Linked DNA regions of Mus musculus: all the other regions are linked to region 1. Evidence: chromatin contacts called from public ChIA-PET, HiChIP or PLAC-seq and promoter capture Hi-C data. All regions are on one chromosome and are shown on one strand. Each heading gives the region's core, a stretch centred on a gene start, on an enhancer-like site or on the middle of the called end of the contact. The rest is flanking DNA. Distances are from core to core; before and after follow the strand shown. Region 1 holds the start of Zfp354a (zinc finger protein 354A). Region 2 holds the start of Col23a1 (collagen, type XXIII, alpha 1). Region 3 holds the start of Zfp454 (zinc finger protein 454). Region 4 holds the start of Platr20 (pluripotency associated transcript 20).

Region 1 (7,127 bases), core at 1,557-4,056:
AGTTGTTTGTTTACTTTGTTTCATTGGTGTGTGTGTGTGTGTGTGTGTGTGTGTGTGCGCGCACGCGCGTGCTGGGAGTTGAACCCAGGGCTTTTTGTGTGTTAGACAGGTGTTCTTACCACTGAGCTCCATCCCAGTCCCTGACCACCTCTTTCTTCTTTAAAGATTTATTTATTTTATATATATAAGACATTGTCATTGCCTTCAGATACACCAGAAGAGGGTGTCAGATCTCATTACAGATAAGACATTGTCATTGCCTTCAGATACACCAGAAGAGGGTGTCAGATCTCATTACAGACGGTTGGGAGCCACCATGTCGTTGCTGGGATTTGAACTCAGGACCTCTGGAAGAGCAGTCAGTGCTCTTAACCACTGAGCTGTCTCTCCAGCCTCCCACCCCCTCCACCCCGGCCATCTCTTGTGGACTGAGAACCTGAAGACATTTCCCAACCCACACTCTAAGCTGCACCCTCTCCTTATTCACCACACTGGAGCCTGCAGAGACTGCCAGGCCTGCGCACACACTCACCGAGAGAGAAGCCTCCAGGGCCTTCTTCCTCCACCTTCCAGGGATCCTCTCCTTGCTGCAGCAGGGAGATCACTTTTGGTTTGGTAAACGGGAATCCTGCTTGTAGACAAGATGAGCTCAGTAACCAGAAGCCTCAAATGTTTCCCTCACAAGGCCCTTTGCAGAAAAACACATAGCAAAGGAGATGGGCAAGAGGTTCCAGAGATGGAACAAAGCTCTCTGCTGAGAGATGAACCAAGCAAGCATGGAATGACTGCTGGTTGGGAAGATGCCCAGACTATGAACCTTTGCTTCATACCAAGGGAAGCGGTGCCCTCACTGCCACGCCCGCTCCACTGCACATGGGCAGTTCCAGGCCTGCTGTGCAAAGTGTGTGTCAATGCTTACTTATAAGGTCATATTTGTAAGGCCTGAAGGCAAAACTCTGCTAAGATTTCACAATGAAATCTCCATTTGGAAGAGAAGGCACGAGGTCTCGCTTGTGAGTCTCTGCCCACAGGGCACTCTCTTACCCAGCGAGGCCAGGTTGCTGTAGTTCTCCAGCATCACCTCACGGTACAGGCTTCTCTGAGAGGGAACCAGCTTCTTCCACTCATCCCGGGTAAAGAGCACGGCCACGTCTTCAAATGTCAACGACACCTGTGAGGGACAGACAACTCCATGGGAGAAGCCACCCTATAGCCTCAGGCTTTGACACACATGTGCAGATGTATATCCTCACACAGAGATACAGCCATCCAAACACGTGACCAAGTACATGAGAATACGCATATACACATGTATGCACACCACATCATACATACATACACGATAAGAAAAAAACTTTCATGGAAATTGTACAAGCAAAAGATAAAACCATAAAGTGGGAAAAACAACAACAACAACCAACCAACCAACCAACCACCACAGACTGGAGAAGGCTTGGTGAACAACATAAGGATTGTCAAGAAGAAAGAAGAAAAAAATAGAAAACCAATTTTGGTAAGGGCAGAGAATGAAACAGACAAGTGCGGGAGGCAGGACCAGAAAAAAAAGGAATTTTCTCAAGTACGTATGTGTATTCTGTCCCAGGTACCTGGCAAGTTACTTGTGGAATTTGTAGGCATACACCAGACTGGCACCAGGCAACAATAGCCTGTCTATCAAGAGATACATAAGACTGGAACTGTGAACATGGGGTGTGCTCCCCACAGAATCCACCACCCACGGAGGGAGGACCAACTGCTCCAAGGAGGGCATGGGCGATGAAACCCGGTGAAGGCTGAACTGCGTGGATAACTGTCAGAAGGAAAACCAAACAAAATCCGCTCCTTCTGCTACGAAATGAACCGGCAAGGTGCTTACCTGAGATGTCGCTTCCCATTGCTCAGGAGCCATCTTCTTTCTGAAGGTTCTTCTTCCAAAGATGGGTGAAGATGAGGGAGGATCTGAGGGTGGAAAGAAGAAAGGAGTAGTACCTGTTGCTCGGCACCTGTCAGAAGCAGCATCTCCGAAAGTGTCCCATCATCTGAGCCTGGCTCTTCTGCCTCAAGAGAGGGAACCAGGAGCTGGGGGTGGGCATCAGAGAATCGACAAGTCACCAGTCTTCTTGTCCGTGGATGTCCAGAAGCAAGATTCAGGCGACACTGTACTCCATAACCGAGGGGACTCACTGAGCTCCCATGTGAACACCCTTAGACTGTTCACCACATCTCAGCAGGCACTTTCCAGCCCCTTTGGGAAGGAAATTGAAGTCTGAATGCGGCCACAGTGGGGGCGCCTCCGGTTTTGCCCCCTCAGATTGACCACGGGCAGGGACGGTGTTCTTCCTTATAACACGTTGCCCACCCGACTGCACTGCTGCTGTCAGAGATCGATTTCCAGAATACCAGGGGAAAACTCCAGAAAGGGGACCAATAGTAGCCCAGGACAAGAGAGCTGCACGGAAAACACAGCCTGCGTGGTCACTGCCCGGGCGGTGGGGAGCAGGTCACTTGCAGTCCAGAGCCAAGGCCACTGGGAGCGCGCGTTCTGGGGAGGGGGACGCGCAGGAGGCCGCCGAGCCAAACCCAGCCCAGCCCCTGTCTGACGTCCGAACATATCGAGCCTTCACTCACCTTCCCTCCTCCGGCTCCCGCCGCGCCTCACATATGCTCTGAGCCGCCGCGGGTAAGGACTCTGCACGGGGACCTTGGCCCCTAGCCTCGAGCCGCGCCACAGACGCCCTAAGACCCGCGAAGGCTCACGGGGGGGTCAGATCTTGGGGTCCAGAGGGTGGTGGCCGCGGAGCCCTCTGGGAAATGTAGTCCACTTCGAGACACAGGGATTCTGGGATTTGAAGTTCCTCGGTTTGTCTGATGCACAGATTACTTGGAAGGTCAGAGTGGACACCGGGAATCAAACACCTGCTTGTTAGGTAAATAATAAAAGATGTTGCAGGTTAGTGGAAAGGAAGCTGGCACGAAGTACCCTTTAGAAGAGCTTTTTTTTTTTTTTTTTTTTTTTTTTTTTTATAAGGTATTAGTAGGGCTGGAGAGGTGCTCAGCGGTTTAAGAGTCCTTGCTGCTCTTGTTGAGGACCTAGGTTCAATCCCCACTACCCATATCAGTTGCTCACAATGGCCTGTAACTGCAGTGCCTGGGTTCCAATACCCCCTTCTGGCATCTCCGGGCAGCGGATGCATTCCATGCTCATACACACTCACTCATACACACAAGTAATAAATGTCCTTAAAATTCTTCTTTTCCCACAAATAACAACAGCGGGGAGGGGGGAAGTTATTAGAATCAGGCTGAAGGCAGCCACGATGGAGATCTGACGGGCAAAGCTTATCAAATATCCTTCAGCTCCCAAGGACAGGAATTCTGTATTCTTACAAGTTTGGGGAAGTTTGTGTTGACACATGGCCCAACTTGTGTGCCAGGAGTCAAAAGAAAAGGTAGGAAGGCAGTAGATGCAAGCTAAGTTATAACTCAAGGTTGTCTGGGGTGTCTGTTGGAGCTAGGGTGGCAGCTGAGAGAGGAAGAGAGAGATAACTTAGCTCTGTGAGCCTTGTCAATGTCACAGCACATTGCTTGTATCAACTCTCAGTCCAAAGAGGGAGAGACTACAGGAGTGTGTGGTCTGACTTTTCAGAGTACGCTGTACAGTCTGTGTTCTAACGGTCACGCACCAAGCCCTATTATGAGCCATTTGAAAAACTGAATAAAACAAATGTCATTATCCTGAAGTACTTTATTTTTTGTAAAAGGCAAGAACCAGACAACAAGCCACGAACATAATTAGATAGGGATCTAGAAGATACCTGTAATAAGACCAAAAACAAAACAAAAAAACAACAAAACAAAAAACAAAAAAGAAGAAAAGACAAACAACAAAAGAAGGGTAGGGCAAAGCAAGGGCAGCCTGGGCAGACAAGAATGAAGCACGGGGTTGAGGCAACAACTCAGGAGAGGCAGAATTGTAGCAGTTGTAGTTTTGTGGCTGTGACACTCACTTGAGAAGAATAACTTAAGGGTCTAAAATAAAGGGCCAGTTTGGGGCCGTGGTTGGCAGGTTAAAGTCCTCGCCTGACTGACTCCATTGACTGTCGGCTCAGAGCAAGGCAGCAGAATGTCACAGAAGGACAAGGAAGATGAAAGCCGTGGAGCTGAAGGCAGCCAGGAAGCAAAGAGCAGCTAACAGGAAGGGGTGGGGCCAAAATAGACCCTTCAAGGACATCCCTAGAAACCCATCTTCTCTAGCCAGGCCACACCCCCTACAGCTCCATAACACCCCAAAACTGGTTGAAAGACTGAGTCCATCAATGGGTTAAGTCATTGTGTATGTAACAGCCCTTATGATGGACTCCTCCGTGGATACGGCTTATCAACGCAACCAGATATGGGCTTTAGCAAGCTTTTGGGTACCCCTCAATCTAATGAAATTGACAATCCATAGCAATCAGGACAGAGACATTACAGGAAGAGCCAACAGATAATTGTTTTAGAATTTTTTATTTATGAGGACCCGGAAGAAGACTCAGTGGTGAATCGCTCCCTGCCAAGCCTGGTAACCTGAATTCAATTCTAGGAACTCACATAGTGAAAAGAGAGACTGACCTCACACATACACTGTGCCACATACATTCATATATGCACAATAAATACATGCAAAACATTTTATTTTAATTAATTTGGTGGTGGTACTGGAGAATGAACCTGAGCCTCTAGCAGGCTAGACAAGCATTCCACCCCTGAGCCACATCCCCACTCTGTAGAGAAAATCGCTTACGCGCATCATCTGTCAATAAAAAAGACTATGGCCAATGAGCTGAGGCAGGAAATAGGAGGTGGGACACTGGCAGGAAGAGACAGGATTCTGGGAAATAGTGGGAAAAAAATAAAAGGAGATGATGAGAGAGATGTGAAAAAGCAGCAGCTGAGCCTGAAGGACAGGTAACTAAGTGGTAGACAGAATAGTTTGAATGGGTTAAGTAAGCTACAAGCTAGTCAGAGAATGAGCCAAAGCTATGGCCTAACCAACTAATAATAAATAATTAGTCCCAGAGTTGTCATTCCTAGAGCAGGGGATAGAAGAAAAAAAACATTTTTTTTTTAAACACCAGCCCTCTTTTAACTTTTGAGACAGAGTTTCATCAAATTGGCTAGGCTAACATTGACCTCACTCTGCAAAAGCTGGCCTTGAACTTTGAATTCTTTTGCCTCAGACTCCTAGATAGCTGAAGTGGCAGACTCTCCCAGGCCAGGCTAGTAGGTATTGTCAGTCACACAAAAAAAATTATAAATACACCCAGCCCAGCCCCACTCCAGTTTCTTGGTGCCACAGAGCAGAAATTAGTAGTTAGGGTTTTGATTCTTTTATCAGCACTTAGAAGCCAAGCTTAACCTGTCACCATTCACATCTGCTTCAGTTACAACTGAAGCCACAATGTATTTGTTGCAGCTCAGTAACTTTCAAAGCTCTTATCTGAGGCTTATTTACTTCAAGGTATTCAAGTAAAGTTTTATTTCTAGTTGTTAATATTATCTTAAGGCTTTCTTTTTTATTCTGTCAACATCCTTGAAGTTTATCTTTGAAGATGGTTTTCTTCCGTTTCTTGAAACAGAATTACTGTGTCAAGGACTGCTAAACCCTAAGGTGTTTAGGGTTGGTCTGATGCTATGTATACAAATGCTAAATTCTGAACCCCAAGATCTTGCTACCCTCAGATGAGTGAATTCTCACATACACTGATCTTTGCTGTGTAAACCTTCCTCCCCAATTTTAAGCCATTGGTTACATAAAAATGCCTATAGCCAGTCACTGTGGAGAGTAGAGGTAGACAGGATTTCAGTTACCTGGTGGAGGTAGTGAGGAGGGACCACAAGGAGAGAGAGAGAGAGCTGGAAAGGAAAATAGAGAATGGGAGGAGAGAGATAAGGAGACCACCATTAGATGGGATGGACCATGAGCATGTGGCCAGAAGAAGTCTACCCTGAGGACAGGCTGATGGAGCAAGAAAGCAGCTGGGGTGAGACCAAGCAACTAACTTGGGGAGCACAGCTGGGAATTAGCCAATCTAGCATATATAAAAATAGATTAGGGGTAATCACACAGTAATTGTGCTAAGCTGATTAAAATAAATTATAGGCCTCAATCTCAATTATTGGGAGGCTTGATGGCTTAGATTTTTCAAAACCTACACTAATGAGGGTTCTTAAATGCTTCAGCCTTCCTTTTAGGCCACCACTCAATAGAGGGAGTGGAAAAGAAAAGTTAATAGGAAACAGGTTGTGGACCTGTTTAGAAATAGTTCTTTGGGTGGGGGGATTCCAATCCTCCTTGTCAGCAACCAAGTCGTCTAGCAAAACGCCAACACGAATCAGCAGCAGCAATCCAGCCCACTGGGCAATCACCATTCACGAATCAGCAAGTAAAGGCAGTTCAATCCAGAGGAAACCACGAAGCTCTGCCAATCAGCCCAAGTCCACGAAAGTGGAAAGATGCCCCCAGACTATCACAAGAAGTTCTTCGGCTAGCTGCTCTCTATGCAGTCACAACCAGCAAAGATCAGTGATGGAGACGCAGTGCCAGAGCCTCCTCCCACAGATTTATATCTTTTCTAAGCATCATTTATCCTTTCACTTGTCTGGCCCAGCAAAACATTATATGGCATGACTGAGTTTCCAAAGAAACCAGAAATTTCTATTTAAGGGGCTGGCTGGGTCATAATAAGAATGAATGGAGTTAATCAATAGCATTTACAACAACACCAAGGCATTGAGTCTGGAGCCTAGTTCTCCCCTGGGAGAATTTATAATCCAAATTCTCATTATTGGTTGATGGCCACATGTGTCTGATGCCAGTACCCACTTGCGATTTTCCTTCAGTCTTTTCTGTATTTAGGAGAGATATGGCTTTGCTTGCTTGTTTGCTTGTTTGATATGCAGTTTTGAAAAGTTGTGCAATTATGCATAACAAAAGAAAATGTTATGGCATCAAAATCTTGATCCCTCTGCCTTAGTCCCTGGAGTGTTAGGAGCACAGGGGACAGCCACCACACCTCCCTTAGGACTGTTTTCTTTGCAGTATTTTGGACTTGAGCTGGTGGTGAGAGCAGAATTACTGGAAATAG
Region 2 (7,127 bases), core at 3,212-5,711, 230 kb before region 1:
ATGCAACCAGTATACATAGGAAAGAGAGAACTTGAGTTTTATCCAACTCTCTGGGCTTTCCTTGTTTTCAAACTGATTGGTCCAGACAATAGAAGGCCAAGAGCCAACAATAAATCCATTCTAAGCTGGAAAGGGCCTCCTCTGAACACAACCAAATATTGCTTTAATCCTTTGCATTAAGTTTCTCACTGCAGTATGAAAGCTATGCATTCTGAATTCTCAGCTTCTGCAACACTGTAGCTGGAGGTGTAATTGCAGAGCGGATGATTAATTGGGCAGTTACTTAAGGCACCTTTCAAAGCAGAATAGGAGATGTTTGGTTTCACATGAATATTTTTAGATCCTACTAAAGATACTGCCTTTAATGGCTCTTGCTTAGAAATCTTGTTTTGATATTCTGAAAGTCACTTCTTTCCCATATGTACTGCTAGAAGGGGTCCTTCGATAATCAGGAGAGAACATGAATATTTCTTCTGTATCTATGTTATCAGGCACATCAGCCAGCCCCCAGAAAAACTGATGTCATGGTTCTGTTCCCAAGGGAACAAGGACAGAGGGTCCCCTATAAACAGTGGCTTTTGTTGACTCTTTTTTTTTTCCCCTGACGTTGAACTTGTGTGTGGTTGGCAAGAACTTCTTTTTTAAAAATTTGGACATGGTTTCTGCCTCGGATCCTCTGCATGCGACTTTATTGGATAAAGAGCAAGCGGTGGACACTGGTATATGCACAGCTATTCCAGTGGTGACTTTAAAAGGGGCTTCCCAGGGAACAAAGCAAGCTGGGAAACACGCCGAGTGAAGGGATCCTTTTCTAAAGAGATGTTCAGTTTGGTAAGGATTTATCCCCCCCTTACTAAGGGTTAGAGAACTATACACACCTCGGTCAAGCCGGCTGGGGGCTCCTCATAAAGTGCCTCTCACACATCTCTTGTCTTGATCAGTGTGTGCACTTCTCATCCAGAAACACTGAACAAGCAGCAGGAACCAAATGGCATCCAGGGAGAGTGTGGCCCTGTCACTAGGGATATAGACACCCCCCCTCTCAGCAGGCAGGCAAACAACCTTGAAGTGTTGGTACTGGGTCATCTCTGACTCAGGAAGGGAGAGGAGTCAGTCTATACTCCCATCCCACAGTCTACACTCCCATCACACAGTCTATACTTCCAGCCCACAGTCTATACTCTCAGCCCACAGTCTACCCATGCAGTTCACAGTCTACACTCCCATCCCACAGTCTACACCCCCATCACACAGTCTACACTCCCACTCCACAGTCTATACTCCCATCCCACAGTCTACACTCCCATCCCACAGTCTATACTCCCAGCCCACAGTCTACACATGCAGTCCACAGTCTACACCCCCATCCCACAGTCTACACTCCCACTCCACAGTCTACACTCCCAGCCCACAGTCTACACATGCAGTCCACAGTCTACACTCCCAGCCCACAGTCTACACTCCTCTGATCCTACAATCTATTCTCCAAGCACAAAGTGTCTCTGACATGGATGCACAGCCCCAACACAATGTGATGAAGGGCAGAGCAGATTCTCAATGCATAGATGCAGTAGGTGTCAGGATCTGACTTTTCTTTTCTCCTTTTGCCTTTAAAGTCAAGAGTAGGAAGACAGCAGCGAGTTCAAGGCTAGCTAGGCTACGTAACAAGAAAGACTGCCTCAGTGAAGGGGGAAAAAGGATGATGTCGGGCACGGTGATGCATACTTATACTCTCAGCACTCTGGAGACAGAGACATGGGGAGTTCTGCAAATTTGAGGCCAGCCTGGGCTACATAGTGAGTCCCAGACAAGTCAGCCGACACTATGTAGAGCAAGACTGTACCTCAAAAATAATTATTTCAAGAAAAAGAAGGGTGAAAGCAAGCAAGAAAGGGATAAACAGGAGAAGGGGGAGAAGAAAAAGAATGAAGAGGAAGAAGAGGAAGAGGAAGGAGGAAGATGTGGAAAGAGGAGAGAGGAAGTGAAGGAGGAAGAGGGGGAAGAACAGGAGGAAGGGGAAGAGACCATTAGACTATAGAAAACCAAGACCTGCGCTAGAGGTCTAGTTCAGTAGCAGGGTGCAAGGCCCCAGGCCTATCTATCTATCTATCTATCTATCTATCTATCTATCTATCTATCTATCTATCTATCTACCTATCTATCAATCAAGCTATTAGCAATCCTGGGGGTTGGGGAGGGGTATGGCTGCTTCCTCAGAGATCTATCTCTATTAGTAAGCACATAGCCTGTGAGCTCCTCAAAGGTCTTTCAGGGATTTTTGGTTTTCTGGTCATGGCTTGTGGTTTATTCTTCCCAATAGAAGTGGCAGTGGGTTGGGGTATTCACAGTTCAGCTGCTGACCTTTAGGGAGCTGACAAAGGATAGTGGGTGGCAATTTATAAAGTCATAAGTTGCTGGCAGGGCTTGGGGCAGAGTTCTCCCTTCTGCGGGCACTTTAAAGAAGGGAGAGGAAATCATTCAGAAAGCAGCGATTTTGCCCGGAACCAAGGAGGAGAGGTAATGTTGGCTTTATCTTAAAGTGACTTAGGAGCTGTGGGAAACAGGAAAGTTAGGTCTAGACTTCTTCCATTCCCTTTGAAATCCCAAATCCACTCCACCTTGGGTACACAGCTCAATATCTGATGTCAGGAGTCTAACCCAAGGACTTGCATAATCTAAGTCAGCCTTCTCCCTGAGCTGTGCCCCTAGCATTGCACAGCTCAGTAAAGTAGCAAAGACCATAGCAGGGCACAGCTTAGGGAACAGGTGGTAGATAGTACACCTGCCCCCTGCTTCCTCTCCCACAAGCAAGGTTCATTTTCTACTGTCCTTAGGATTGACTCCCCACCCCCACCCCCGCCTTTAGATCTGGGGCAACCACCTCCTCTAGGAGGAGGTGAACCATTCCTATAAGGGAGGCAGAGCTGAGAGAAACTGTAGTGTGCGGGTGTATGCCACAGTTCTACAGGCAAGAGGCTTGCTGTACCGAGGGTAGAGGTTCTGGCCAGGTATTGTCAGATGGAGTATCAGTAGACAGAAGATCAGAAGTCCAGGCATACAATGGCCATCTTCTTTTGTTTTTGTTGTTTGTTTTGATTTCTTGAGACAGGGTCTTCCTCTGGCTGTCCTGGACAGGATGACCTCAAACTCAGAGATCCTCATGCCTCTGCCTCCAAAGTGCTGGGATTAAAGGCGCTCATCAATATGCCCAATGGTTGGCATTTATTTATTTATTTATTTATTTATTTATTTATTTATTTATTTTCGTTCTGAAGCCCAGGCTGGACCTGCATCTCAACTATATAGTTTAAGCCAGCCCCCAACTTGTAGAGAGATTCACACAATTCAGCCTCCTAAATTCTGGAATTACAGATGCCACCAGGGCAGGCTCAAAACAGGAGTCTTAACCCTCGGAAAACAAACCTAAGACGCTTTGGGGGTGGCCTGTAGAGATCACCACCCAGCCAAACGCGCACAGAGGCAGCTAGCTCAGCTGTGTCCTAGTCTTCGATGCACAGTTTTAGTGGGCCAGCTAAGGAACACAGCACATCTAGGCCAGAGCCGCTCCCAACCTAACCTTCCCGGACACAGAGGAAGGGCTGGCCTGAGCCTTGAGGTGGTCCGGACTGTTTCAGGCAGACTAGCCGTGGGAACGCAAGAGCCTCATTAGTATCTCCAGCGCTGGAGAGCAGGCAGAGGCTGTGGGTCTGAGCACACACTTCAGTAGAGACTCCGCACTCAGGACTGTTGTTACCCCAAGGTCTTTCTTTACCATAGCCCCTTAGTGTTACCTAAACAGCCCTTTAAGTTGTTTTTCCTGCAGAAGCAAGTCCCGGCACAGAAGCTGGACAGCAGGACCCTTCCCCACCAGCGACCCCAGTGCAATCCACTAGGTGAGTCCTGCTCCTGAAGGTGACGATCAACGCCGCCCCCGCAGCCCTACACCCCCTCGTGAAGCGGGACATCCCCCGGCCGGCGATCGCGCGCCCTCACCTCCCGTAACAGGCGCTCCAGGTGCGTTTCGGCCCAGGCGGCCAGGGCTCCGGACGGCCCCGCATGCCGCAACAGCTCGCGCTCCTGCTCCAGCGCCGCCACTCGGCCATGCAGGGCGGCCGCCTGGGCTCCCAACAGGAGACAGGCGGCCGCAGAGCCCACCGACAGCAGCAGGCACAGCGCGCTCAGCGCCCGCGACCCGCAGCCCGCTCCGGGGTCCTGCGCGCCTCCTCCGCCCGCCGCGCGCTCGCCCGCGCCCATGGCGACCCGCCGGCTCTGCGTCGGCGCTGCGGCCCGGGGCGGCTCCAGGTCGGCGGCTGCGGGGCTCCGCGTCCGGGTGGCCGCGGATCGCGCACGCCCCCCTAGCCGCCCGCTCAGACTCAGCGGCCACTGCGGGCAGTTCCTTCTATGCAAATAGACCCCGCCAGAAAAGGCGCGGGGACCCACCCAGGGGAGGAGCGGCCGGACGGGGAGGGCGGGGGTGGTGGTGGGGGCCTGGCGCTCATCAGCTCCTCGCAGTCCGGGCCCTCGCCTAGCGGGTCCCGGAGCGCGAGCCTCTGTACCCCGCCGGTGCCACCCGAGGCACCCTATGCGGCCGGGCTCGGCTCTGTCGCAGGCCGCCTGAGGTTGAGGCACTCACTGTTCGAGCCTTGGGAGTGTTCCCCAAGCTTGTAGATTGACCTTTCTGACACTTGCAAAGCAAAACTTGGAACTCTGTGGGAAAGTTAGAGGTTCTTTCTAGACGGTAGCTGAGCGCCGCTTGGTGGCCAAAAGCGACCCCTGCGGGTGTGCGCAGGAAGACTTGGTAACCGAGAATCAAAGAGAAAGAGAAACAAAGGAAGGAAAGAGGAAAACTAGTGAGAGGAATGTGGAAGGAAAGAGAGAAATAAGGAGAATAAGAGACAAGGAAGGAGGCAAACTAGGCACCTCTTATAGTCAATGTTCACCATAGCAACTCAGGCATGGACACTAGACAAAAAAGCTCATACTTCTTTCCTGAACCAGAGGGAGCAGTTAGTTCAGGAAGCAGACAAAAAACAAATGGGAAAAGTGTCTAAAACTTGGTATACCTTGAATTCTGCAGGGACAGACTTAGCCCAAACCCAAATCTGGAATGCATCATACTGACTTGTCTTAACCACAGTTACATTAGGACACCAATCGGGCCCAAAGAGAAAGCCATCCACTTACAGGGATGGCCAGAGAGGCTGAAGTTGGAATCCAGGTTTTAGCTGCCAGGGCCCCCACAAGGCATATTTATACCTCAAAACTGGTCTCAAGTAACTGTCACATTAACTCCTGGGACACCCTTTCGAGAAGAGTCAGTCCTGAGTTTGGAGCCTGGTAAGGGGCACACGTGATGGAGTGGGTTTTAGATAATTTTCCACCTTCCCTTCTGACTCTCCTGTGGCTGTCTTCTTAATTTCTGTGGCTGCATTATCCATTCTGTATTCTTAAAGCCTGTTGAGACCCAGCAACACTCCTACTCCCCTAATTAAAAGGGAAATCACCCAGCTGGCAAGACCCTCTGAACTAAAACTTCCTGGGGTTGGAGGCTGTGGCCTCAGGTAAAGTGGAGTTTCTGGTAGTGGTTATAAAGTCTTGGCCCTGTGTGAAAACTGTGCCTGTGCCCAACAAATATTCTGAAAACCTCTTGCCAAGCAAACCTGACAGTCTACTGAAGTCTCTGAAAAGACGCCAACACCGTATTACAAGTTAGCACCCATTCTCACTACCCATTACCTACCAGTGTTAGTGTTAATGGGTACTGTTTCATTCTAGAAGCGTCTGTGTATTGAACAGGGCGATTGCTCCCTGGGTCTTTATTCTTGTCAGATACCTATGTGGATTAGCCTTCCTCCCAGACTGTGAAGAGCAAGCGCCTAATCCTGAAGTCAAGGTTTCCAGAGCCTGTCCCAGACTGCCCAATCTGAGGTGGCCTCGTTCTCAGTCCCCTTCATGATTAATCAGGAGATGGGGACATCTGTCCTAGTTACCTTTTAACTGTATCCTCTTGTTTCAGGCACCGCTGTCTTCTTACAGAACACTATCTGGCCTATAGCCGACGTTCAATAAACACTGGGTAAGTGAATCGAGATGAGAAATATGTTTACCATCTGCAGTTCTCAGTTGGAAAGGCAGGAAAGAAAACACTCAGTTACTTGTCAATTGGGGTCCTAGAAGGAAAGGCGGCATCCTCAGAACAGGTGATTGAAGCCAGCTTGATGGTAGACAGACTTCATGGTGGCAAGGAGGGAAACCAGCAGGAGGTAGGGGGTTGGGGGTGGCGAGCACCCTCTGGCTCACAGTAGTAGGAAGCCCTTATCCCTAGCTGAACTAGTGAGAGAAGCCTGCTGGGCAGCCTGTGGAAAGTCAGGTACTATAAGAAGTCTGCTCACCAGGAGCTGTGACCTTTGGTTGCTGAGATCCAGCCTCAGCAAACCACGGCTTGGTGGGGGAAGGGGTTGGGAGAAGAAATTCTCTCTCTTGCTGATGACCTCCACTGGCTGAACCTACAGGTCAGGAGCTCAGGAATCAAACTGTAGAAGGCAGCCCCACAAAAAGCAGACAGAGGGCAGATATGCACCCCACCTACCATGCATTCAGCTGAGCACCAACCTATCAGATATATATTCTTACCCCTCTATGCACTCCTCAGAGAACCAACAGGCCATCAGGATGACTTTGCACTCTCTCAGTACAGGAAAAGCCAGAGGTCTGTCCCTCACAGCAAAACTATTCCGGGTATGAGCTGTTTTTCCTATTTACAGGGCCTCAGGCACCTGTACAATGTTCACATAACAGGCAACCCACGGGTATAAAATCCCATACAACACACCCAACCAAGCAATGCACGTATTAGCCAAGGAAGTGAGGTGAGCTCATGATGGTGAACTCACTGGTTAGTCCTGTATCCTGTAGTAGTCTGAAGGAGCCAGCCTTGGAATACCAGAGCTGCCTTTGAAGACACTGGAGAAATGGTAACTCAGAAGGGTGCAGTGCCCTCTTTTGGGATATGGTACATGATTAAATCAGGGCACTTCTCTATGATGCCATGTCATAAAACATGTCAAAAAGCCTAGGAATAGAAGCCAGAATGACCCCATCAATAATCGCTTGCTCTTCTCCCATCT
Region 3 (7,127 bases), core at 2,328-4,827, 170 kb after region 1:
TATCAGAGGTTACCTACTCCTTCTGGGAAATTCCCCTGCTCCTGCATAAAAGGGGCCTGCGAGCCTCTCAAGTCATGGTTGACCCCTTAATGCTGGTTATTTCGCTTTATTTGCCCTGACATATTATTTGAGTCTGAGGTCTTCCTTCCGCAATTCTTGGACCCTAACACATGCTACTTCTGAAAAGCCTAGATTCATCCTACAGTGGCTCTTTCTTGAGATCATCCAAGGTAACACTGAACACCAACAGCCCTGGAAGTTGACTCCTTTGGATATAGGTGAGGTAGGGCACTTGCCTATATTTACACTAGTTGGCATGAGTTCATCTCTGCCCACCATATTTGACTAGAACAATAACTTAACTACAAACATTTCTATTCACAGTACATAGGATGGAGAACACCTGGTCCCTCCTGAGAAGTAGCCCCCACTTCAGGGTGCCCAAGGGAGTGAGCCAACTGATAGCTGAGCAACAGGATCAATGAAAAATGGCAACCCCCACCCCCAAAAGACCAGTACATCTAGGAAATTCTGGGGGGTTAGTTATTTGAGAGCAGCCAAAGTAACAGGAAATGAAGCTAAAGGAAGGTGTTTCACCCTAATGCAAAGATCTTATTGATAGGCTCTGCAACACAGCGATAGGAACTAAGTAGTAACCAGTCTTGAAGAAGTCAGATTGGTCCTATATAAACTTTAATTTGCATATCCAGAGCTCATAGGGATAACAGACAGGAAAATAGTTTTGGTGTCTCCCAACCCCTTTCTTCCTTAGCCTGGATCCTAATGACAGAAAGTGCATGAGGAAAATGGGTGTGGCCTGGTGAATGCTAGGAACAGTAAGGAAAGCTCCTAAGGGCATCCTAGCTCGAGCCATTTGAGGAGAAAGGTGTCACTACAGTGTGTTTTCAGTTGCTTTAATCTTTAAGACAGTCTCATCCAGGCTGCTGTTAAACTCAATCTGTTGCCTGTCTCTACTTCCTGAGTTGCAGTTGTAGTAGGTATCGAAATCACATATTCATGCAAGCACTCTACCAATTGAGCTACATGCCAGTGCTGTTTAGAGGCTGTGCATGTCTCTCTGTGTGATATACACAGCAGGTGCCTGTGAGTGCACCCACACCCACACACATACATACGGAAGGCTACCCATATGATATTAATTCCCTAATGACTTCACTTAGCCCCAGCAGGAATGAATCAGATAAACAGAAGTTTCACTACTTTCATCAAAGATTTTGGAAGACTTGTCTCCTCCTAGCTAGTCTAGGCACACAGTGTGGATGCTTCATATTCCTTCATTAGCAGGGGTGAGATTTCTGGTCCCACCTGTTTACTGGGGTCTCGCTCAAGGTGCTCCATAATTAGAGACTGTTTCCTCCTTTCTTAATGGTGTAAAACTTGGTGCTCTTGGTTGTTTTAGATAATAAAGTGCTTAGGGAAATACCTAACACAGTTAGTGCTAAATGCTATTTAATTGTCGATACATCTGAAAACTGATGTCTAAATTTACTAGCATGCCATCCAGAACCCACAGCTCCTAGGAGGATCACTAGGCTCTCAAAGCAAATGTCATAGAAAATAACCCATTGGATTAACTGTAACCCATAAGCTTCCCAACAATGCCATGGAGATTTGTTATTAATTATGAAGGATTTAGTCCTTGGGGGAATTGTTCCCAACTAGCTCTTATAACTTAAACTAACCCGTTTATATTAATCTAATCTCTGCCACATAGCTGGTTGCCTCGCCTCAGTTTTACATGTCTGTCTTCCTCCTTGTCTGGATGGAGAACTTTCCATCTCTCGAGTCTGACTGAAGAATCTCTCCTCTGTGTCTCATTGAGGAATCTCACTCCTCAGACTCCCTCCCAGAGTTCCTAACTCTGCCTGGAAGTCCCACCTATCATATCCTGCTTTGCCATAGGCTGTTCACCTCTTGATTAAACCAATCAGAAGGTGTTAGAGGCTTTTACAAAGCAACTAAGACAGGTGTGGCTTAACAATTCCAATGTCTGGGCTGTACTCATATCTCTGCTGGTACAGAAATCACCATTTGAATAATACAAAGACAATCTTACACCATGCACAAAACCGATCATCCCAGCCTTACAAGAGGTGTATACTGGAGGGAGGGTATGCCACACACTGACTGTTGCAGAAAACTCCAAGTCTACTGTCCTTTCTCTCCCTCAACTACACCATAGTCTGGGTTTTTAATTTATTTTGCTGTTGTTTTGGATGAGTTTTGATTGTTAGGAAGCAAGCCAACAAATGCTAAGTCACTGTCCTACGACCATCCCTAGTTTTCACCCTGAATCTGTCCTGCCCAGAACTGACCATAGTCTGCACAGATAAGTTCATCTGTCCACTTGGAACTTCCATTGCTTTCCTTTCACACACAAAATAAATCCACATTTTTACCATGGGGTCAGAACCTCAGAGTCACACACAATGTCATCTTGAGCCCTTTTTTCTTTCCTTGTTCCTGGTGAACATGCTGGTCTTGCTAAGCATCAAATATCCTAAGCCAAATTCTTTGTGGGGAGCTCTTCCTGGGACAGTAAAATCTCCCAAACACCCTGCCCCTTCTCACTCTGAAACCCCTAACTCAGCATTCCTGTCCTTTCATTCACTCCTAATGAATATTTTCTGTTTGATGGACCACCTTCCCTAGTCACACAAAAACTGCAGTGCAGGAGTCACTCTGTTTCAACACTCTCTGCTCTATGCCTTAACCTATATGTGTGTGCCCTAAGTGAGAGAATGACATCTTTAAAGCCCAGGACAGAGCCACTGACATTGTATCCTAAAGGGTGGCCAGCAATCCCAGAAGTGTCAATCTCAAATCATATTTTTTTAATTGAATTTGTTTCACTTTTCTCCCAATAAGAAAGTTCCTCCATGAATACTTACTACATATCCAAAGGCAACTAGACATCTTCAGGGAAAGATTCTGGTACATTACTCGATACTCACAGGCCCCAGCAAAATACAGTCACCAGAAGTAAATCCAAGCTTCTCTATATACTATCCCGTGCTCCCAGAGACACTTGTTTACTCTGCAGAGACTTCCAGGGCCATCGTCCTTCCCCCCCCCCGCACCCCCCTCCGGTAATCCTGCTACCCAAACCCTCACTGCACTCAAGGTCTATCATGCCTCTCCAGTCCAGCTCCAACAGAGGCTGTAGCATTTTTGAGAGCTTGGTACTGACTGTCTTTCAAGACCTTTCTCTGTCGTTAGGCGCTATTACGACGTTCCTGGATGTTCTCTGGCTTTGCTTGCAGATCCTAGAGTCTAGTAACCTTGATAACAGCATCCTGGACCTTTTTTCACTGCTGGTCTCCACAAGACTAGACCACTTGTCTGCCCAGCGATAGGCTAGTGCACCGCAGAGCCTTCTGGGAATTGTAGTTTCGGCCACAAAGTGACTAGGCGCAGGCGCGCTTTATCGCTTTTTGCTCCTGGTCTCCCTCTGAGAAAAGGAGTCCAAAAATCTAAGCGCTGCAGCAGAGAGATTTGTGGGAATTAGGCTTCCCGGCTCCTGGACAAACGCGCAGGCGCGGCTCCGCGTCAAGCAGCAGGCTCCAGCTCATTGTGTCCTGACTACTCTGTCGAGGCTATGCTCTGCAGTGGACAAGCTTCTAAGGGAAGCCCCACGGTGATCTGCAGTGTCCAGAGACTGAAGGTCAGGTCTGGGAGTTGAGAACAGAGGGTACGTAGACTAAGGGTGGGTTGTGGTCCGTTTTGAAAGGCGTGGATCCCACGTCCTTAACTTTGAAGCGCATGTACTGAGATTTGATTCCACACATGGAAGGGACCAGCAGAACTGTTTTGTAGTCGAGCTAAGGGATCCGAACCTGATTGCACGTTGAGAAGGGTTGGTCAGGACCTCTAGCTCATCTTGCTGCAAACTCACAAATACAGTTGCATACAGCTGCTGGTTATATTCCCGGCGTGGCTCCAAGTTCTCTCTGAGGAACTTGAGAAAGGGACACCTTCACTGCAGCCCCTGCACTTGACGAAACTGTGGAGGGTGACTTATGTGAATGATTTCTTCTCCCGGAAACCCGCTCCCTACACTGTCCCATCCGAAACACGAAACAGCCCCCCCCCCACACACACACACACAGAGAGAGAGAGAGAGAGAGAGAGAGAGAGAGAGAGAGAGAGAGAGAGAGAGATCTGGCCGGTTTAACTCCCCTTCCCTTTCAGGAAAAAGTCACCTCTTTGCCTCCTCCTTCCCTCTAGTTGGGATAGAGCTGTCCCAGGAGGAAAGGCTGTCTTAAGACGCCAAAGCATAGCTGCAGGGGAAGGGACAGAGAATGGGTAGAGTTTGAGGACTGGGCCGGGCAAGCTTTCTGCAGGGGAAAGCCAAAGCCACACAAACGGGAAGGCATGCAGGATCTGACTAAAGGAAAGATGCGAAGGAGAGCTGGCATGGGGAGAAGTCACTTTACAGATTGGGTGAGGACAGCTACCTTCAGAGGGAGTATGCACTGGGAGCAAAAGAACAAAGTGAGCCAGGATGTGAATGGTGAGGCGCATCCCTGTGACCTTTGACCCGGCCCTCTCATTACAGGAGTGCAGATGCTTCTAGCCAGAGAACCCCAGCAATTGTAAAGCTCCTCCCCTGCCTCCTTCCTACTCAATGCTCCTCAGCTCACCAGAGAAAAGGAATGGCTGTCAGCCAGCTCCCGGCCCTGGTCCAGGTGAGTCATCACTGTCCAGTGTTGTCCCCCTGTATCCCCAGTTGTGTCCTTGACTTCATTCATTGCTCTAACCAGAAGCTTCCTTTCCAGCCACCCCCAAAGACCCCAGCTGCTCCCTCCCACCACACATCTCCTCCTAGTGAGCTTTAGAGCTTTCTGTAAGGCATGAAAGTGGCACATCTGGGCAGGATTCTAGGTTAGTATAAAATGAAAACCTTTCTACTTCTGTTAGCCAGTAAGATGGTGGTCCAAAATGGTAAAGGCAGGAACTGACATAGGATCTAAAGAAGAAATTTGAACTGTTTCCCGTGAACATGGGGTGTCCTAGACGCCACGTAGTTATTGATGTCTTTTAAAGATAACGTGTAACTTTTGTTTAAGAAGAATATATAGGATTAGTACAAAAATAATTGAAGAACTCTACTTCTATAGGCTAGGGGGATAGTTTTGTGGTAGAATACTTGGTTGGCATGTATAGGGCTCTAAGTTCAGTCTCCAGCACCACACACACACTCTCACAAAGCTGGCACATATACACACACAAAGCTGGGTATGGTGGCTTACACCTGAATTCATAATACTTGGCAGACTGCAGCAAGATTGAAAGTTGAGGCTAACCTGGGCTACATGGAGAGCCTGTCTACAAAGGGCTCAGATCTAAAAGGCATTCTGAGTGGTACCAGTCTCTTTAGGTAAAACCTGTTCTAATTCCTTTTCTTTTAAGTCTTTAACTATCTGGGACAGGGATTTATGGGAGGTCAGAAGCTGGAAGAACCACCAACCAGTTCTAGCTTGCTGACAGCTCATTCTCTTCTTGAGTTTGGTAATCAAAGAGCTTTATTTAGAGGCTGAAAGTTCAAGATTGGGCAGCTCCAGGTTGCAAGGGCTCGAGGCTGCATCATATGTAGCCGATGGCACCACATGACAGGACCGAGAAAGGTGTGGGGAGTTTTGCATGGTGAGAAGAAATGAGAGAGGTCCAAGGTGCTAAATTCACTTTATAACAATGTGCTGCTCTTAATAGCCACTGCAATCCAGAGGGACCTGCCCCATTCCTCCCAATCCTACAAGATGTGCATTAAACCCTTCAGGGAATGGAGCTCCAGGAGACTACTCATGCCACATATAAGCCCCACCTCTTCAAGGTGTCCCACTTCCCAACACATTCACACAGGTACATGGACCTTGGAGGGATAAGCTATATCAGGCATGGCAGTCAAACACTATTGTGTTGTTCACAAGCTACTGTAATTTGGCTGCCATCAGGCAGAAGCGCTTAGGGATAGACAATGTATCAGCTTCATTAGCTGTGTCAGAAACCAGAGATGAGCAATGGTTCTTAGTAAATCTACTCATGGCTTCACTCCAGCCAGTGTTTCTTGGCTCCTTGCTGTGCACGAAGGCTTTGGGTACATGTAACAAACTTAACGAAGCTATCTTAAGCTAAAGCAGGCATTTATCAGAAACACAATACAGAGATACAACAGACTTTGGCTATGGAAATGGAGTCTAGAATATGCTTAGAGTCCCTCCACTTAGATCCTTTGCTTTCTTTTCTGGACTTCCATTTGGACCTTCTTCAGTGCACACTACCTCCCTGGCTTCTTAGCTCAGAAGACCACACTGTGCAAGGTGCTGTTTTCCATGCTATATTCCAGGTTTCTTAGAGAGAATCTGTCCTTGGTCAGAATTTCCAAGGAAGGGATGAGTTGTAATCAAAGAAGACATAGATGGCGTCACAATACAGAAGAATTATTTCCATAGTGTGTGTGCCTCTGTGTGTGTGTGTGTGTGTGTGTGTGTGTGTGTGTGTACACTCACACGTGTGTTTGGGTGAGTAGATGAGAAGGAAAGCTTACTGAAAACAGTGAGCATGTGCCATAGAAGGACTCTGCCCATTCTGAGAAGTGCTTCATGGAGCTGTTTGGTGTTCATGTGAACACACAGAGGGCATTTCTGAAAACCAGATAGTTTGGGTGAGCCGTTCAGCCTGGCCTCCTAATTAATCCAGGGATGCAGAAACACAAAACAGGTGAGGGTGCTGCTGGTGAAACGTGACATACTATTCCACAGGAAAGAGTGTATGGAGGTGTATGCTAAGATAATGATTTAAAAAGAGGACATTAGGTGTATCAGTGTGGTTTGCTGTCATTATCAAGTGTTAGCCCTGTACAGTACTGTGTGCTGTATGCTTTTACACTTCTGCCAGTGCCCTTTGTTTATCTACACCACCATGAGTAAGAACATAGCAATATGTGTTGTGCTGAGACTTTACACAGCTACATTAGGGCTGTGGAAAGACTGGGAGACGTGGACCCAGTGAACAACTGCACAGTCTTTAATAACGACTTCTCTACAGTTGATGCCTAAGTTGGAGACAAAGTTTGTCTGCAGCACAAGGCTCAGCCACTAGGAGAT
Region 4 (7,127 bases), core at 2,504-5,003, 160 kb before region 1:
AGCACTTCTCTACTTTTAATGAACTGTAATCTCTCAGAGGTCAGAATGTTCTAGGGTTCACAGTGACTCAATGCTGGCCTTGAACTTCTGCTGACACCCCTTTGTCTGTCTCATAGCTGGGAACACAACCCTCAGCTTGTTTGTTAAGTTTTAGACATGGTTTCATTACTTAGCCCAGGTCTGGCCTAGAACTCAGGATGTAGCTTAGGCTAACCCTTAAGTAATTGTCTTCCAAACACAACTTTCTCAGTGAAGTGAGTCCGCACCATCAGTTATTAATACTTTGGCATTTTACTGTTGTCATTTTCTGAGACTGGTCTCATTCTCTGACTAAAGCTGGTTCAAACTAGTTACTGCCCTAAGCCTGCCTCTCACGTGCTGACATACACTGTGTTTGTACCAAATGTCTAATTTAATTACTGAAGAGAATCCTATCACATGAGTGTAGTCAATACAGTTTGCTTTGTTGTTTAGAAAGCCACAGAGAAACTGGACATTTGGCTGACATCCTAGACAGAGGACAACGGAGACCAGGAAGTAGAGAATTCCTCAGGTACCAACTCCTTAAGGTCTGCCTGTGAGGGAAAAGTATTTTGTCCCATATTCTCCTCCCCAGTCAGAACTGCTTTCCTAGGTCCTACATAGACTCTGGGCCCAAGGGAGATCTCAGCTTTCTGGAATCCCGATTTCCTGCCATGACTCTGAAGGAATGGGACTGAGACAGCTTCAAATAGGAAAACTTCCTGGGTGGGCCGTGTACCCTAGAAAACCTTCCCTGAGCTCTGACATAGTTTATAAAAGAAAACACTTGTACGTATCTCAGAGTGACCATGTCTTATAGCTGAAAGGGACTCAGGAACATGCTAAATTCAGGGCTTGCCCACAAGGGTTACTCATTTCCCAAACTTTCATACAGAAAAGTCTGGCTGGGTAGTATGAAGAAGAGTCTCTGGAAAATGGTCAGGTGAGCATATTTGTAAAGTCAACTGTTCTCATCACAATTCTCTGTCCCTTGCAGGTCCTTCAGACAGATGATGGAGTCACTGGGAAATCTCCCTGCAGGAGTGGGAGATCACAAGGAGGCCTAGAGCACTTTCACAGGAGCTCTATCACAGGGCCTGCAGAAGAGCTAGAGTAGCTGTTTGCACTTGCTGCTGAGCCTGAAGGATCTGTACAGCACTCTATGCAATGAGAGAACAAGGCGAGGCCCCTAGTTTTCTCCTTATGGGGAGGCTGTGCCCAGGATCCTGGACTCCAGGCAGCACAGACACTTTTCAGATTTGCTCTTTTATATTTTTACCTTCTATCCTAGAGAGGGGCATCCACAGGCACAGCTACTCTTCTTCCCTAAGCAGCGGCAAGAATGACAAGACCATCCACTCTCCACACTTCTACCTGCGCGCACAGGAAGAGCTTGCTAGTCTCTAGACAGACCTGACTGGGAGCCCTGTAGACTTCGATGTGTTCAAAACAGAAATGAAGATGGAATTTCACAGGCAGAGAACCAGACTGTGGAAGAGTTGCTTATCCGTTCTTGGTTTTCTCAGGTCCTCTCTGCGATGGTTCCACCCACCTCCAGCTTGGCCTAAATCCTCAGAATTGAGAATTCTTGACAGGTTCAGTGTACCTCCAAATACCTATGTGCACCAGCTTCAGGACTGGGAAACTTCAATTGTCCCCATCACCAGTGACAATCCTGGAGGATCATTTCAACAGGAGTTCTCCAAGATAAGTGTCATAGCTAGTTCATGCCTCTGACCGAGGAGACCCCAGCTTCCCTAGAAAGTTTCAACCTCAGAGGACAATCCAGATCATCAGCAAAGATAATAGAATCTCAGTTATCCTCTCTGAAGAACTGTGGATACCCCTTGTCCTGTGGTGCCCATGTCTGCCTCACATCAGAATAAAATGCAATACTAAATGAGTGGATAGGACTCCATTCTTTATGCCTTGTTCTTGATCTTCCAAGGAAACCATAACTATTGAAAGGGAGGGGACCTGCGTAGGGTGAGATGGTCACCTAGAAAGGTGGTTAGGGGGCTGACTTTTCATCTCTCTGCTAGTCTTCTGTTGTGGAGGCTCCATTTCTAGAACGGCAACCTTTAGTGCCAGGAGAGCCATTCAATCTCATCTCCACTCTCTCTTCTGTGATCAGAGAATTTCTGTTAACTGTGCTCATGGTTTCTGGATAAACTGAAGACATGACTGCTCATGGTATGCTCAACCAGGGATTTTTCTTGTTGTAAATATGAGAGAGAGAAAACAGCCAGGGGCACCTGTGAGAGCCCAGAGCAGAGAGAATAGAGCAGATCGAGCATGTTCAGCAGACTAGATCTGGCTAGGAGAAAAACAGAGAGGAGATGAGAACCAGAGAGTGGAGCCCGGAGAGAGGGGGAACTCAGGAGAGCAGTGGAGGAGAGGGAAGAGCAGGAGGAAGGGAGAGAGGGAAGCCAAGGGCCGAAGGCATTAAGTAGCAGGATTATAAAGAGAATGAGGATCTGGACGGAACTAATCCCGCGAGTTGGGTTCTTCTTCTTTTCATTAAAAATAGATTCTTCTCTCATACACTATATCCCACCAACATTTCTCTTCCCACCATGCCTACCATCTACCCCACTCCCCTCCCCTCTGGATCCACTCCCCCTCAACATCCCTTCTTAAAAGAGCAGGCTTCCAAGAGACCACAACCAATTGTACACACAAAAAGAAAATACCATAGGACAAAGAAAAAGCCCTCAACCGAGTCTAGACAAGGCAACCTAAGAGGGGAAAAATAAATTGTCCTAAGTGCAGTCCAAAGTGTCAAAGACACACCCACTCCCACAGTTAGGAGTTCCACAAGAACAACAAGCTAACCGCCACAACATATATGCAGAGGACCGGATACAGATTTCTGTAGGTCCGGTGCTTGCTTTAGTTTCTGTAAACCATATGTGTCCTGCTTAGTTGATTTGGTGGGTCATATTCTCCTGGTGTCCTTTAGCCCCTCTGACTCCCAAGGTCTTTCCGCCACCTCTTACATGGAATTTCCGGAGCTCCGGCGGACTCCAGTTTAGACTCTCTCCACATAAAGTCTTAACTGTGGATCTCTGCATTTGCTCCCATGTACTGCTGGAGGAAGCCTCTCTGATGACAACGGGACAAGTCACTAATCTCTAATCACAGTAAAATATCATTAGGAATCATTTTTTAAAAAAAGACTAGTCGTGTTTGGTTCTACTCTAGATCTCTGGACTATTCAGTTTCCATTTTCTGGCCTTCCAAGAAGTGTCAGGCAAGGGCGCCCGCCCGCTCACGGAGTAGGTAAGCCTCAAGTTAAATCAGACATTGCTTTCTACTCTCACAAATTCAGTACCGCCATTACCCCAGCACATCTTGCAAGCAGGACACATTGTAGGTCAGAGGTTTTGTGGCGGGGCTGGCTTATTTAAGATATGGGATGAGACAGGGTCTCACCTCATAATCCTGGCTGTCCTAGATCTCGCTATGTAGACCAAGTTGGCGGGCAACTCACAGAGATTCACCTACCTCTGTCACAGGAGTGCCCGGATTAAAGGCATGCACCACCCTGTCTTGTTGGAGTGTTGTTTTGTACACTGTGTGAAGATGTGTCTCTGTCCTTCCTTGCCTGCCTAAGGCACCTTCCGATTGGTTAAAATAAAAAGCCTATGGCCTATAGCAAAAGGCAGACTAAGAATAGTAAGGTGGGACTTCCGGACAGAGAGGGGAACTCTGGGAAAGAGAGACGGGCGGGAGATTTGCTACTGTGATGCGGAGAAAGTTGGACGTATGTAACCGAGGAGGTAACTAGGCAGAACTTAGTATAAATGGGCTAATGGAGTTACGAGCTAGTTAGGAGCAAGCCTAAGCTAAGACCAAAAGTATTGTAAGTAAATATGAGCCTTTATGCCATTATTTGGGAACTGAGGTGGACATAGAGAAAGACCCACAGTTGCGTTTGGTGCTCAATGTGCGGAAGAAAATCCAAGCTTAGAGCCTGGGGAAAGTCCTGGGTGAAGGCGGCTTCCTAGCCAAAGAGCAGGGAAGAAGCAGGAGACCGCCAGAGGCCGAGTGCTTCTTTAAGAAGCCCTCACTGAGCAGAAAAACCAGATCCACTATCAGAGCCTCGGGGCAGAGAAGGTCAGAGCAGCTTTAGACAGACACCTGGGAGCCAGGCCACTCGGGGTGCATGCACATACTTAGCCACACTTAGCACACCACAGCCACCACCCACCCCATCCCCAAGGCACAGCCACACGCACAATCTGACTATGTTGCGTGGCAGGCTTCGTCTCTGCTCATAGCTTCAACAGTGGAAAGGCTGAAGTCAGCCCACACTACTCCAGTGAGAGTCTTGGTGCTAACAGAGGTCTGAGCAAGCAGCCCCGGGGGCTTACACATGTGGGCCCAGGACAGGCAGGCACCCCATCCTACACACTCTGTGAGCTACTGGCAAAGCGAACAGATCAGGTCCCTGCACTCCAAAGCCCAGAAGCCTCGGCTCTTCCAGTAAACTGTTAGACTGAGCTGAACAGGGGGTCCAACTATTCCTTGTGGGCTTAAGGGCTGGGGCGGGGCCAACAGCGGGCTTGACTGGGAGCTGAATGTCTGGAACAGGGTTACCCTCAGTGGGAGGTGCAAGCCGCCGAACAGCTCAACAGAGACAACACGCGGAAGATACCTATCTAAGCCCAGACAGAAGCCCTTGAACAGGTAAAAAAAATATTTGGAATTATGCTTCAGTGCTAAAGAAAGAAAAGAAAAAAATAATTTAAAAATTAATAAAATAAAATCTCTTTGGGAAGGAGAGAGTTAGAGATTGAAAAAGAAAAAAATTCTGTGTTAAGAAATGGAAAACACAACAACACAGGGCATCTGGATTCCATATAATTTTGATACGATCATCAGCATACAAATAATTACACTTTCAGTAATGATGGCAATTTTAGATATCCTGTTTAAGAGAGATGAAAATAAAGCAGACTTAGAGAAGGAAAGACTGAAAAATTAAAGGCTGGAATGGAGGTAATAGGAAAGAGATTGGGAAATTCCGATTCGAAATAAATGATCTTCAGAGGTAGCCAGACCAAAGCCTAGAGCCACCTTGTAACTCTAGCCCTGTTCCAGACATTCAGCTAGCTAGTCAAATTTAATGGCAGCCTATTAAATTTCTAGATAAAGAGACTTATGCCGAGTTAAGAATATAGATCTGTTTAATGATGCCATACTATAGATTATATGTTTCAGTTTGTAGAGTTTGAAGAATTACAGTATATACATATGTTAATGCATCATACAATTGATGCACACTCAGGATTTCCATATGCTTTTGCCTTAAATTCTGAGAGAAATGATTCTGAGAGTGCACATTTATTAGAGATGGTGGCCATCTTGGAAATGCCTTTACAGACTGAAGCTGATGATGCTACTGTCTATGTAGCTATTAGAATACAGCCATATTGTAGACATTATCACACAGAGCATGTCACAGGTGTATCTTACATTGCTATAGGTCAGTCAGTTATGAAAGGATCTACCTATGCTTTAAAGAACATGCTAATAGACAGAAGAGGGACATGGGCTCTTAAGCCCATGTGGTGGTTTGAATGAAAATGGCCCCCATAGGCTCATAGGGGTTGGTAGTATTGGGAGGTGTGGCCCTGTTGGAGTAGGTCTGGCCTTAGAGCAAGTGTGTCACTCAGGCATGGGCTTTGGGGTTTCAGATGCTCAAGTCAGGCCCAGTCTCTCTCTTCCTGTGCCTGGGAAACCAGATGTAGAACTCTCAGCCTCCTCTCCAGCACCATGTCTACTTGTGTACAACCATGCTTCCTTCCCATCATAATGATTATGGATTAAACCTCTGAACTGTAATCCAGCTCAAATTAAATATTTTCCTTTATAAGAATTGCCACAGTCATGGTATCTCTTCACAGCAATAAAACCCTAACTAAGACACACAGATAAACTTTTCTTCCCCTACACTATATCAGGACTGTGCTTATTGCCACATTAAGGTAACTAGCACACTGAACTGGTGATAAGACACATGGAGTTTGATGAAAATTGGTTCTAGGTTTGTGGCAGGAATGTGGAAGAGTTTGAAGGTTCATGTTAGAGAAGCCTGAGAATGTCATCAATGTCTTTCTTTATATATAATTTATTTATTTATGTATTTAATATTTATTACTTTTTTTCTGTGCATTGCTGTTTTGCCTGTCTGTATATTTGTATGAGGGTGTCAGGACCCCTGGAGCTGGAGTTACAGATGGTTGTGAACCACTATGTGGGTGCTGGAATATTAAGCCCAGGTCCTTTGGAAGAGTAGTTGGTTCTCTTAACCACTGAGTCACCCCCTTGTCCCCCATCATTAATGTCTTAATGGGACATTCTGGTGAGGATGCAGAATACTGTAATTCCAGTAGTCATCTAGACAGTAAGCACTGTGCTAATGAGACGTCACATGAGAACGGAGACTCTATATAAACTGGGAAGAGAAGCCATGTTGCATTATGACAAAGGGCTTGTGTATATTCTGCACGTGTCCTGAAACTTTGATGGAGGTTTCCAGTTCAAAAGCCATGAAGCTGCTGGATGAACTTCGAAGGCAACGTAGCCTTCAGGCTGTAGCATGGTTACCGCAGACTACTTTTAACCAGGTTGACATTGAGAATTGTAAACGAACAGGCAGAATGGGAGTTGAGAGAGCTACATTTTGGCCAGGAAACAGGATCATGCACAGTTAAAGGTGCTGAGTGAGCAAGATGTGAGCAAAAGTGCGATGCAGGCGAAGTGACAGGACCTGTTAAGGGTCAGTGACATGAAACAGACACAGCGCACTGGGACAATAGCAAAGGGCCCTCAGGGCATCCAGGAAGTGGCAAGATGTCATCCATCCAAGGCTCCAGGATGTCACACTGGAAAGGAGAGCTGGGGAGGTGTCCTGCTGGACGTGGGCTTCACGGAGAATGTGTTGTTTGTTTAGTTGGCTGCTTGGTTTTACTTTGCTTTCCCCAGGCACGCAGAGGGTGCTGCAGCCGTGGTCCAAGGGGCCCGACTATTGCTTGAGATGGCAGCAGAATGTGGCATCATCCACATGGCCCTGTCATACATACAGAGAGCTTGGGTAT

Evidence for each region. Promoter capture Hi-C pulls out the DNA fragments that hold promoters and counts their contacts. ChIA-PET counts read pairs in DNA pulled down with a chosen protein or histone mark. HiChIP or PLAC-seq counts read pairs in DNA pulled down with a chosen protein or histone mark.
Region 2: an H3K4me3 HiChIP or PLAC-seq map of embryonic stem cells shows a contact between it and region 1, with 3 times the contacts expected there. The contact joins the promoter of Col23a1 here to the promoter of Zfp354a in region 1. A contact is called at or near these places in 2 of 39 promoter capture datasets (hippocampal neurons and stem cell-derived epiblast-like cells), 3 of 484 Hi-C or Micro-C datasets (cumulus cells, uterus and ventricular fibroblasts), 5 of 115 datasets of contacts at active chromatin or transcription factors (astrocytes, craniofacial prominence, embryonic stem cells and 1 more) and 2 of 9 other capture datasets (adipose tissue and pancreatic islet).
Region 3: a contact with region 1 is called in a promoter capture Hi-C map of liver, with 2.9 times the contacts expected there. The contact joins the promoter of Zfp454 here to the promoter of Zfp354a in region 1. A contact is called at or near these places in 3 of 39 promoter capture datasets (hippocampal neurons, liver and stem cell-derived epiblast-like cells), 5 of 484 Hi-C or Micro-C datasets (CD4 T cells, cerebral cortex, embryonic stem cells and 2 more), 3 of 115 datasets of contacts at active chromatin or transcription factors (embryonic stem cells, neural progenitor cells and stem cell-derived neural progenitor cells) and 2 of 9 other capture datasets (adipose tissue and pancreatic islet).
Region 4: a Ronin ChIA-PET map of embryonic stem cells shows a contact between it and region 1, with 8 read pairs. The contact joins the promoter of Platr20 here to the promoter of Zfp354a in region 1. A contact is called at or near these places in 2 of 39 promoter capture datasets (the SN4741 cell line and hippocampal neurons), 3 of 484 Hi-C or Micro-C datasets (all in embryonic stem cells), 4 of 115 datasets of contacts at active chromatin or transcription factors (embryonic limb bud, embryonic stem cells and stem cell-derived neural progenitor cells) and 4 of 9 other capture datasets (adipose tissue, embryonic stem cells, liver and 1 more).

What each region holds. Positions count from the first base shown.
Region 1 is chr11:51,054,904-51,062,030 of GRCm38.p6, reverse strand. It overlaps Zfp354a (zinc finger protein 354A), which reads right to left and starts at 2,806. Exons shown (of 5, transcript NM_009329.4): 1 at 2,629-2,806; 2 at 1,877-1,959; 3 at 1,045-1,171; 4 at 533-628. The coding sequence starts at 1,909.
Region 2 is chr11:51,287,254-51,294,380 of GRCm38.p6, reverse strand. It overlaps Col23a1 (collagen, type XXIII, alpha 1), which reads right to left and starts at 4,461. Exons shown (of 29, transcript NM_153393.2): 1 at 3,994-4,461. The coding sequence starts at 4,254.
Region 3 is chr11:50,883,951-50,891,077 of GRCm38.p6, reverse strand. It overlaps Zfp454 (zinc finger protein 454), which reads left to right and starts at 3,577. Exons shown (of 6, transcript NM_172794.3): 1 at 3,577-3,712; 2 at 4,580-4,709. The coding sequence starts at 4,677.
Region 4 is chr11:51,217,044-51,224,170 of GRCm38.p6, reverse strand. It overlaps Platr20 (pluripotency associated transcript 20), which reads left to right and starts at 3,753. Exons shown (of 5, transcript NR_110444.1): 1 at 3,753-3,803; 2 at 4,618-4,713. Gm12569 (predicted gene 12569) reads right to left here and starts at 3,600. Exons shown (of 6, transcript NM_001378502.1): 1 at 3,529-3,600.